2 separate regions of the Arachis hypogaea genome follow, and region 2 is linked to region 1. The links are chromatin contacts, called in public Hi-C maps. All regions are on one chromosome and are shown on one strand. Each heading gives the region's core, a stretch centred on a gene start, on an enhancer-like site or on the middle of the called end of the contact. The rest is flanking DNA. Distances are from core to core; before and after follow the strand shown. Region 1 holds the start of LOC112741996. Region 2 holds the start of LOC112741998 (phytanoyl-CoA dioxygenase).

Region 1 (5,186 bases), core at 1,255-3,754:
AATTGCATGAATTTAAATTCTTTAACATAAATCGAATCATGTTAATTCGAATATAATGTAGACTTAGCAAATCGAATTAGATTATTTCGATTTGCATTAACTGAAAATAAATCAAAATAACTTGTTTCGATTTATATAAAATTATGGCACTCACATCACATTTTTCATTCTAGAAAATCCATACAATTTTTTACTTCAATTCATTTCTTTATGTCATTTGCCCTAAATTTTATCTTTGGACTGTAAGTTAATACTCAAAATGACCCCTGAAATTTAACCACCGACGCAATTTAGCTCTTAAACTTTCAATTGACTCAAATTGTACCCTGAAATTTTGACCCATGCCTCAATTTGGCCCTTCCGACATTTTTCGTTACTGGAAAGTGACTTGGCAATTTTAAATGATACATGGCACTATAACAATTAGATGACATGGCCAAATTTTTTAAGACATCAATTTAACCCTTACAATTTGAACATAAAACTAGCGCAACCCCAATTCCCCTAGATCGTAGTAGTTAATATGTGTACTAAGTATACATGATAAGTTTATTATTATTAAAAAATTTTAAATGTTTTTATTTAATAAATATAAAATAAATCCATTAAAAATTTAAAATTTTTCATATTTTTAATAAAAAATTTATTAATTTATAAAGTTAACATGTCTCTTTAAGACACAAAATAGATAAACTTTTATTTTTATTAATGGCAAATAATTTTTGTATTTAGCATATTAGGAGCTTTCTTAGATAGGTAAAGTATATTTTGATTCATGGTGGTCCAAGATTCTTTTTGAATCATAACCAATGAAAATTTGAACTAATGGTTAAGATTCAAACTTTTTATTAATTATATAATAATTATATTTATATTTAAATATTTTAAATAGTAGTTTTATTTTAAAATTTTAATTTTGTCCTTTTTCTTCTTCTTCTTCTTCTCTCTCTCACTCTCGTTTCTGTACATCACTACGTCTGATTCAATTTCATTTGTTCTTTCCCTGACTCCTATTACAAATAACATAATATCACAGAATACACAATGAAAGGTCAAGAATGTTAGTTCTTATATTTTGTTTTTTCTATTACAACTGCTATTTTTTCTATTTTCTTTCTGTCACTGACTCATTTTTTTTCACATGTTTTACTTTTTAATCTCAAATCAACAAGTCTTTATTAACACCCAAAATAGTAAGTCTTAGGAGTCCTAATAAATATGGAAGTAAAATTTTTGGTCGATGCTTGACAAACTTAAAAGTTGAAATCTCAGAAAAAAAAAGACCCAAAATTTGCAATCTCCAATTGCAATGCTTAGTTACATATATAAGTGATAGAGTGCTAGGAAGGGTCATATGAAGAACAATTCATTGTCGAAAAGATTCATAGCGCCTCAACCTTCATGAATGCCAATGGCCACACCTGAAAAGGTTGGTAGAAGAACTCGAAATTTTTTTTATAGAAAAGATAATAAAAAAAAAGGATATTAATGACATTTTGTAAAATTATTTCATATTTTTTCTATAAAGACCATTAAGAACTAATAATTGGTTATAATATATTTTAGTGGTGCAATAGTACGTGTGATAATAACAATAGTGATTGTTGGAAGAAGATGTAAGAAGAGGAAGAAGATGTGAGAGGAAGAAGATGAAGATATTTATATAATTTATTATTTTATTTTATAATTTTTTTTTGTCTAACTGTTACATTTTATGTTCAAATTATGAGAGACTAATTGATACTTTAAAAAATTTGACTATATCATCTAATTGTTACAGTGACATGTGTTATTTAAAATTATCAAATCAATTTTTCGGTAATAAAAAATATCGAAAGAACCAAATTAAAATACGAATCAAAATTTTAAAATATAATTTAAATCAATTAACAATTTAAAGATTAGATTACATCGGAGGTCAAATTTAAAGTGATTCTCTTGAAATGCACTTCTTTTATTTGGACTGCACTTTTTTAACGCACTCATTTTTAATTTTACTCCAAATTAAACCTTTGATACACTTTTCTTTACCCTTAATCTTGGGAAACCTTTCTCTTTTTCTTTTTCTCCTTCCCTTTCCCTTTCCCCCTTTTAATTATCTGAAACCATTCTGGTCAGATATCTCTAAAAAGTAAAAGCCCTTTTCTTTTTTAGTGCATGTTTGGGCGCCATTATTTTGTTAAAAAAAAATCTTTTTTTAATGAAAAAAGATTTTTTTTATTTTTTAACGTATTTAACAAATTTCTATTAGTAAAAGTAAAAATACTAGTAAAATAAAAAAAAGATCTTTTTTGAGAAGTTGTAATTTACATCTTTTTTTAAAAGATCTTTTTTTCTTAAAAAAAAAATATTTTTCGTGTAATAAATGAACAAAAAAGTATTTTTATATTGTGATACCCAAACATAATTAATAGATAAAAAAATATTTTTACATGAGATATCCAAACATAAAATTACTTTTACTTCTCTATAAGATCTTTTAAAAAAAGATAACTCAAAAAAAGATCTTTTTCAAAAGTTCACCCAAACAAGTCCTTAATTCTCTTGAAACCCTTGCCGCTTTATCTCCGAAAGACCAAACCCACACACTCTCATCTCTCAAACACTCGTTTACGGCGCCGGCACTGAACAGACGACGGCCATGGCAGGGAGGCGTCGAGTAACGGAAGCACGACAGGTAGAGAGCAACAGAACTGAGGAGGCGAGACGAGCTGCGACCGCGAGAAAGAGGTGCGGCACCAACTGATATGAGGTGGAGATGCGAAGATGCGATGGAGCTATGAAGTAGTCAAGCAGCGGAGGAGATAACTCAAATGAAAACTGACAACTTCAAACCTCTGCGACGCTGCGACGACACTCTTGGTATGCCTCTTCCCCCACTCTTCATTTGTAACTGATTCATCTCCACTCACCACTCCGTCTTCACATTCGAATGTCTCAGAATCTCTCCCTCTCTCTCCCTCTCTCTCTCTCTCTCATAACCACTCAGTCTGTCTCGGCCAAAACCGCTCATTCTCTGTTCTCAGTGACGAAGAACAGTGAAGAACGACAGGTTGGCCTTGGTGATGACCAACCGCGATGGAGAACTGAGATGGTAGTGACGATGAACCGAGACATTAGCACTGAACAGAGATCAATGGTGTGTATCTGGTTTTACGGTTTTTTTGAGGGTTTGTTCTGATTTTTGGAGTTCTACAATCTTTTGTAATTTTTGCTTCTTACTATGCTAGAGTTTTCTTTTTTATTTTGCATTTTGCTTTATGATTTTGCATCTTGCTTTGTTAGGGTTTGTTGATTTTGCATTTTGTTTTTGAATTTTGGGCATAAAACAGATGAAATCATCATGTTTTGTCTTGTTTTCTCGAAAGTTGTGTAGGATATGTGAGATAGTGTTGTGGTTAGGCTTGGTTAAAATTATATGTTGTATATTTGAACCAGAAAGTTAATGTGTTTTGTTGAGGTTAATACTTCCATTCCTTATAGTACTTTAGTTCTTTTTTAGGATAATTTTGCAAAACTTTAGCATGGAATTGAAACAGTTTTGGACTAATTTAACATACAATCGATGGGCAAAAAAATTGTCTTAGCTTAGCTGTTTCAGCAGCAAATTGCTGTAGTCTTGGCTAAGAAATTTTTAATTGGTGATTGCTATGCATGCTACTTTTATTGTTTCAAATCTAAATTTTAATACGAGTTTCATCTATTTTGTTGTTTGGAATAGTATGATGATCATATATATTTTAGTATTTTAACTCAGTTGCTGATGTTATTATTTTGGTTTAATTAATTTCTATTTACACCTTTCTTTTGTGCAAATAAATACCACTGCTTGATGACCTTTGAGAATGATTAAAGTTAAGAAATAAAACTAGCTAGAAAAGGGGCTAAGAAATCAAAAGCTAGTTGCACCTTTGAAAGACCTTTTTTTTTAAACTTCTTAGAAGTGCAAGTATTTTTGCGGCAGCCCCGCTGACCTCCACTTCCTCATTGGTGGCAGTTTTTCCTTCTAGTATAGCATGTGTTTCTGTTACTTTTTCTTTTCTTAAGTTTATTAATCCTCTGCTAGGTTAAGTTAACTTCTTAAGATGCCAATATAGTGAGATCTTTGTTCTTGTTGTTTACTTTGTTAGTTGTTGTTTGGGGATTGGGGTATTTTTTGAGGGTAAAGAGAAGAGAAGAGAAGAGAAGAGAAGAGATGTTGAACATTAAGAGGGTTTTCAATGCTGTTTCGAATTATCAAAAAAGAGGAGGGGGAGAGGCTACTCACCCTGTAGGAGGATGTGGTTACAGTTGCCCAAAAACTGCTGCATTCAAGGTACATGGAATGGTTCTATCATGCTTCTTTTTATTACTTTTGTTTTATATTTGTGGTACATAAATATAAAATGTATTATCTGCTTATTACTGGTGGATGCTGCTAGTACCGTACTACCGATTATGTCACTGATAATGCTGCTTGATGTTCGTGTCACTGCTGGTGTTGCTGGCTATTCGGTAGCTGCTATAGCTCCTGGTAAGTGTCTATCTTGCCCTTTCTTGCTGAAATTGCAAATGTTCTTGTAATGTAAGTTAGATTTTGAACTATTTGTATAGTTAGTAAAAGCAAATGGAATAGATCTGGTTTGTAATTTGTTGGTTAGATAAATTTGATCCCTTTTTGTCATCGTTCTTCAGTATTGAATATGAAATGGAAGACACAATAGTATAAATTTTTTATGGTTGTTGAATATCCCTTCATGGTTTCTTCAGCTTTATTGCTTAATGCTGAATGCCTTGATTAGTAAATTCAATAGGATTCATTGAGTGCTTATGGTAAGGAATGACTGTGCCAGGTTCTTGATGAATTGGAATACTATTATCTTGGCTTCAAAAAATTTATTTTGATGAAATCACTTTTTATCTCCTTTATTTGTTTAAATCTAATGCGTCTAAGTTCAAAAGTACAGTTACATTATATATGTATATATAGAATGTGCTCCCCTTACCCCTTCCAATCAATTGTAGTATGAGGAGGCATTATCCTAGTATATAAAAGAGACAATGAAAGGGATTTGTGGGATTTAATTAAAATTTGATTAAATTTATAAATTGAGAAGAGTAAGTATGGGAATGGGTCACATGCTTAGACATATATAAGAGTCTACCTGATTTTGTGGTTTTCTTGCTTTTTTTATTCTTATTTTTTC
Region 2 (5,186 bases), core at 1,351-3,850, 150 kb after region 1:
TCAACATTTAGACACCTTTTTTCATTTTGTTGTTAAATTAGACCATTCACAAAAAGAATCAACTTGGCATAGATCATCAAATTTTAAGGATGAAAGATCTCATTTATCTAGTCATTCTTGCAAAAGAACATCAAAATCCAATCGCTAAAACCCTTTTTGAGAATATATTTCTAGTATTTGATTTTTGTCCACGTTTTCAAGTCTGCAGGGTGTTTTTGCCGTTTTGATCTTACAAGAGTGTTTTTGGGCATTTAAATCTTTTGGGGGTATTTTTGGTGGTTTACCCTAATCATGTTTTTTATAGAAGCATTATTAATAAGCATATATACCTTATGAACATTGCCATTAGCAAATAAATTAACCTTTCAATGACATTCAAGCTCCTGAATGAGTAAAGAGGCTATATAAAAATTATTCTTAGGATATACACTTACCAATTTTCCGGTGCCCATTGGCAGCCATCAGTGTCCACCACATGCAGGCTGTATGCATGCCTTGATTTTTGGGACTGGTTTTCAAAGCTGTCATCCGTAAACAAAAGCAGAGAAGGATGAATTATAAGGATCATATCCTCTTCAACAGCAATTCTCCTTCCATATTTCATGATATACATCATCCAAAGAGAATCGTTTTAACAAACCTTTGATGGATAAGATCACCATGGATGACAACCAATGAACCAGCTTTTACTTCAATAGGAACAAAATCCTTTTGATCATAAGATGGTGAGGGTCGATCAAATTTAACACCATCTTCATCCCGTAAAAACCTTCTGACAAGCCCCTCTACAGCAGCCAAAGAACAAAGAAAAGACCAAGATCTGATAAATCAATGCAATGGATGTATGTTTAGGGAACAAATACCAAACAGAGGGAAGTATTACTCTTGTGAGATCCAGGTATTGCCCACAGGCAACCATTTAATACCGTTGCATCTTCCAGAGCCAGCCACAGCCCTGTGCATGTTTGGGGTTCGGTATAAAGAAACGAGTTATCCTGGTGTGGCACTACTTCACCCCCTATACCTGGTTGCTGCCAATTAAAATTTCATATGCCAGGTAATCATAAATTCCAGAAACCAAAATAGTCAACACTAGAATATTCCTTATTTATATGTTTATATACAACCAGAAAATGTTGTTTCAACCATATGATCAGCAATTGAACCTCAGAAAGACAGATGAAAATGTACCTTAAAAATGTACATAGACTGCATGATTACTGGCCTCTTGTAACCTAAGGAGTACATCAAACTAGAAACTTTGTTGGAAGAAGAAAACTTCTTGAATGCCGGCTCAATCTCGTGAAGCGCTGCACAGAATCATAACAAACACCACAGGCCCCAACCCCCCCAAAAGAGGATAGTTAGATTCACAGGGAACAGAATCATTTTTGGAATTAGCAATGCTACCGACAGATTTCTTGCATTCACCAGTGTACAACAGCATGTGGTCTCATCTAAAAAGGGTAACCCAAATTGAATAATCTTAGTCTTTTCACATTAACGAAAACCATGGCCTTCTACAAATTTGTCCTAAACAAATTAATTCAACATACAAGCCTAAAGGGCATCATTAAAAGAGTGCTACCGGAGGGTGTGCACGCACACACACATATATACAGAGAGCGCAAGAGTATTGAAGGCTCACCATGGCCTACTTTATTAAGGGAGAGTTGCTTGGGTTGCTTTAATTTTCCATCATCCCCAAATGCTTTCTCTGCCAATACACAAAACAGAGGAAATCACCAAACCATGCAATTATCAATAGACATTCTAATTTGTAGTGCACTTTTACTGTAAAAACAAGCTTCCAATCATGGATTGTCACATCATAAAAAAACAACATCCACACTACTTGAAAATAATCTAATAGAATGAATTACAGTGACACAGTTCATGAAAATAAACAAATGAATGGATTTATCATTTCCACAATCTTAGAAGAAACCCGTGTAAGTAAATGATTTTTGAATACCTTCGAAGAAGAAGGAAATTTTCTCTGCGCTCTCAAAGAAGTAATCATCAGTCAACTTTTGCTGTGAAATCCATAAAAACAATCAAGAGTGAGGTAAATACTACAGTTAAAAAGTAACACACAAAAAAGAAGGAGAAACAGAATGAAAGTAAGTTTGTTTTCTTTAGACCTGGTTCTTGGTGGAGAAAATAGAGGCGGTGGAGGAAGGGTCAAAGTCATTGACCAATTGGTCCATCCTCCGAACCATGGCATCAATGTCGTCATCAGTGGCAAAGGATTCCAACACAATATAACCTACGCAAAAACATGGTGATTGGTGTAAGCTTAGTTTGAAGACTAGGGATTTGAACTATGAAGAGAAAGGGGGTTAGGGTTTAGGGTACCTTGAGAATTGAAGGATTGGAGCTGATCTGCAGTGAGGTTCCCAACGATTCCCATTGGAATTCGGTGATTCAACTTCGATTACTGGAATTGTTCTCCGGGAGGGTTAGGAATTAGGAAGGTAGAAGGAATGAAGGAGGACAAAATGGTCAGATGATCATCATATATGATATATCTGCTTATCCGCTACGAAACTACAACCCAGGTTAGCTACTACTAATTACTTACGAGCAATATTAGGGACCAGTAACATTTGTGATTAGTAACCATCAAATAGTCATCAATGATAATTTAATGGTGTGAGATTGTTGTGAGATTTCATCTAATAGCTCACTTTTTTCTGCTGGTTACATACTGACCAAAATTCAATAAAATTGCTGGTCCCCTAGACTTTTCCATTACTAAAATAATTTACTTGAGGGCTAATTTGGGATTTCAGACCTTTTTTAATGTACTTATGTACAAACTACAAAACAAAAATGAACTATCTAAATAAAATAGAAAAGAGTTATAACTTGTTTAATTATACAAAGTCTAACAATAATTTTAAGTAACTTTATTTAATTTAGAGTAAAGTGACAATTAGATCTTTAAAAATATTAATTTTGGACTAATTAGTCCTTGAAAAAAAAAACCAATTAAGTTCTCCAAGATAGTAAACGGTAGACATGTATGACCACATATATGACTTTCTGTCAATAAATAGTGCAAAACAAAACTGAATTGTCCATGTATTCTGTTATTTACAGTGGTGCATGTCTCGTTATTGTCACATGAGTAGGAAAACAATGTAGTTTTACACAGTGAAGCATTTATTATCTTTTGAGTTTTCATATACCTTTTATCATAAATTCTATCAAAACAAGTGAAATTTCATTCCAAAAATTGTTTTCTACATGACTATCTTTCATAAATAGACATGTCAGAGTAATTAACAGTACGTATAAGCATCAACGTTAAGTTTTAATTGATTAATTGATAGAAGGACATCATGTGTCCACTGTTTGCCATTTTGGAGGACCAAATTGGTACTTTTTTTTCTTTAGGCACTAATTAATGCGAAGTTAAAATCTTCAAGGATCTAATTATTACTTTACTCTTTAATTTAATATTTTTATTTTATGTATGTAACTTTTAGAATTATATATTTATTATATCGAATAATTTTAATTAGTTTGTTGATTTTTATAGTTTTACTAAATTTATAATTAGATCCTATAATTTTTTTAATTATATTCTTGTACTATTTTTAATTTTATAATTAGGTCTTTGTCAATATAAAAAATATTTAGAATTAATAATAATTAATAAATATAAAATAAGATAAGTAATAACTAAGAAATATAAAATAAAATAATTTTAAATTGTATTAAGCTAATTTTCTATTGCTTTTAGACTTTTTGTTTTGTATAATATTTGTATTTAGATAAAAAGAAGGGTTTGACTAATATGTGTCTTAAAGACATATGATAAGTTTATTATTAGTAAAAAATTTTAAATATTTTTTTTAATGAATGTAAAATAAATGTATTGAAAATTTTAATTTTTTATATTTATAATATTTTTTTTAATTTATAAACTTAACATGTACCCTTAACTAAGGGAACATGTTAGCTAAATTCTAAAAAGAATGAGTTTCACACAATTAGACTTAATCATATTCGTTGAGTCTATTAAATCCTAAAATGATCTCTTAAATTGGAATCCTACACCAAAATAACCTCTAAAATTTTAATTACACTACTATAGACTTGTTGCCATAACTTGGCACAAGTTATCTCTAATAACATCCCCTATACATCCACTATTACTATTACCAATTGCTGCATCTACATTAACTCTTAGCGTTGAGTTTGGTGACTCCTCCCACTTCAGCATAAGGGGAATTAGTGGGTTTTGGCTCTTCCTCTTCTCCTCCATAGTAGCTTGGGTGTTCCAAAATTCTTCGAAGGATATCAAAGCTTTTTTTATTTCTTCCTCAATTGTTAGCATTTTTTTTTCAAAAATCATCAAAATCCTTGTTCGCCAGAGTTGGTTTAGTAAGGTACAGAAAAAGCCATGTTCTTTCTTTTGGAGCTCACCCAGAATCTCTGTAATCCATCCTTTTAAATCAATTTCTCTACATGTTCCAGACCTTAAATTGGATAGTGATGCAAACCAGAATCGCTTTGCGAATTTGCAGTGTTTGAAGAGGTGTTCTTCCGTCTCTTTTCCTATCCAGCATCCCTCACAAATTGGTGAGCATTCAATGGTTCTTCATAGTTGGGAGGGATTTGTGCAACAGTCTCTCCATGAAATTTAGTGTTCTTGGGGGACTTTGATCTTCCAAATCTATTTTCAGGTACCTTTTTTTCTTAGTTTTTCATGCCAATTTGTTGATTGATTCCTGTTTTATGCTTTAATTTCGTGGTATGCTAGCTTTACCCTGAACAGTCTATTTTTTGCTTTTTTTTTTTCAAATGAACTTTTTTGTTTTCTCTGATCTAAAAATTGGGATCTCTAGTATTTATTTTGCTTCAAAAGGTAGGAAGACTTGGTTTATCAGCTCTGTATTCCACTATTTTTCCTCTTCATTCATAAGCTCATATACTTTAGTATTTTTGCTTAGAGATGATGGGTTGGGGGACCAGGCTTTGGAACCGTTCTGCTTGGGTAGCCAGGGATCTTTCCAAACTTTAATTTCTTTACCATCACTTACCTCCAAAACCCACCCATTTCTAGCACACCTTTTACTTGCCAGATACTTCTCTATGTGAAACTGGAGTGAACCCCAAATCTGCATTCAAAAATATTTTTTTATTATAGTATTTTCTCCTGATGGTTCTTGCAG

The links. A called contact is a pair of places that touch in the nucleus more often than the background predicts.
Region 2: a Hi-C map of an unstated tissue shows a contact between it and region 1, with 2.6 times the contacts expected there. The contact joins the promoter of LOC112741998 here to the promoter of LOC112741996 in region 1. A contact is called at or near these places in 3 of 8 Hi-C or Micro-C datasets (leaf and an unstated tissue).

What each region holds. Positions count from the first base shown.
Region 1 is chr14:38,180,516-38,185,701 of arahy.Tifrunner.gnm2.J5K5, forward strand. It overlaps LOC112741996, which reads left to right and starts at 2,505. Exons shown (of 4, transcript XM_072214078.1): 1 at 2,505-2,862; 2 at 4,131-4,315; 3 at 4,422-4,513. The coding sequence starts at 2,814. The coding sequence ends at 4,460.
Region 2 is chr14:38,327,236-38,332,421 of arahy.Tifrunner.gnm2.J5K5, forward strand. It overlaps LOC112741998 (phytanoyl-CoA dioxygenase), which reads right to left and starts at 2,601. Exons shown (of 9, transcript XM_025791209.3): 1 at 2,359-2,601; 2 at 2,145-2,269; 3 at 1,976-2,036; 4 at 1,649-1,717; 5 at 1,192-1,310; 6 at 884-1,031; 7 at 641-785; 8 at 435-521. The coding sequence starts at 2,413.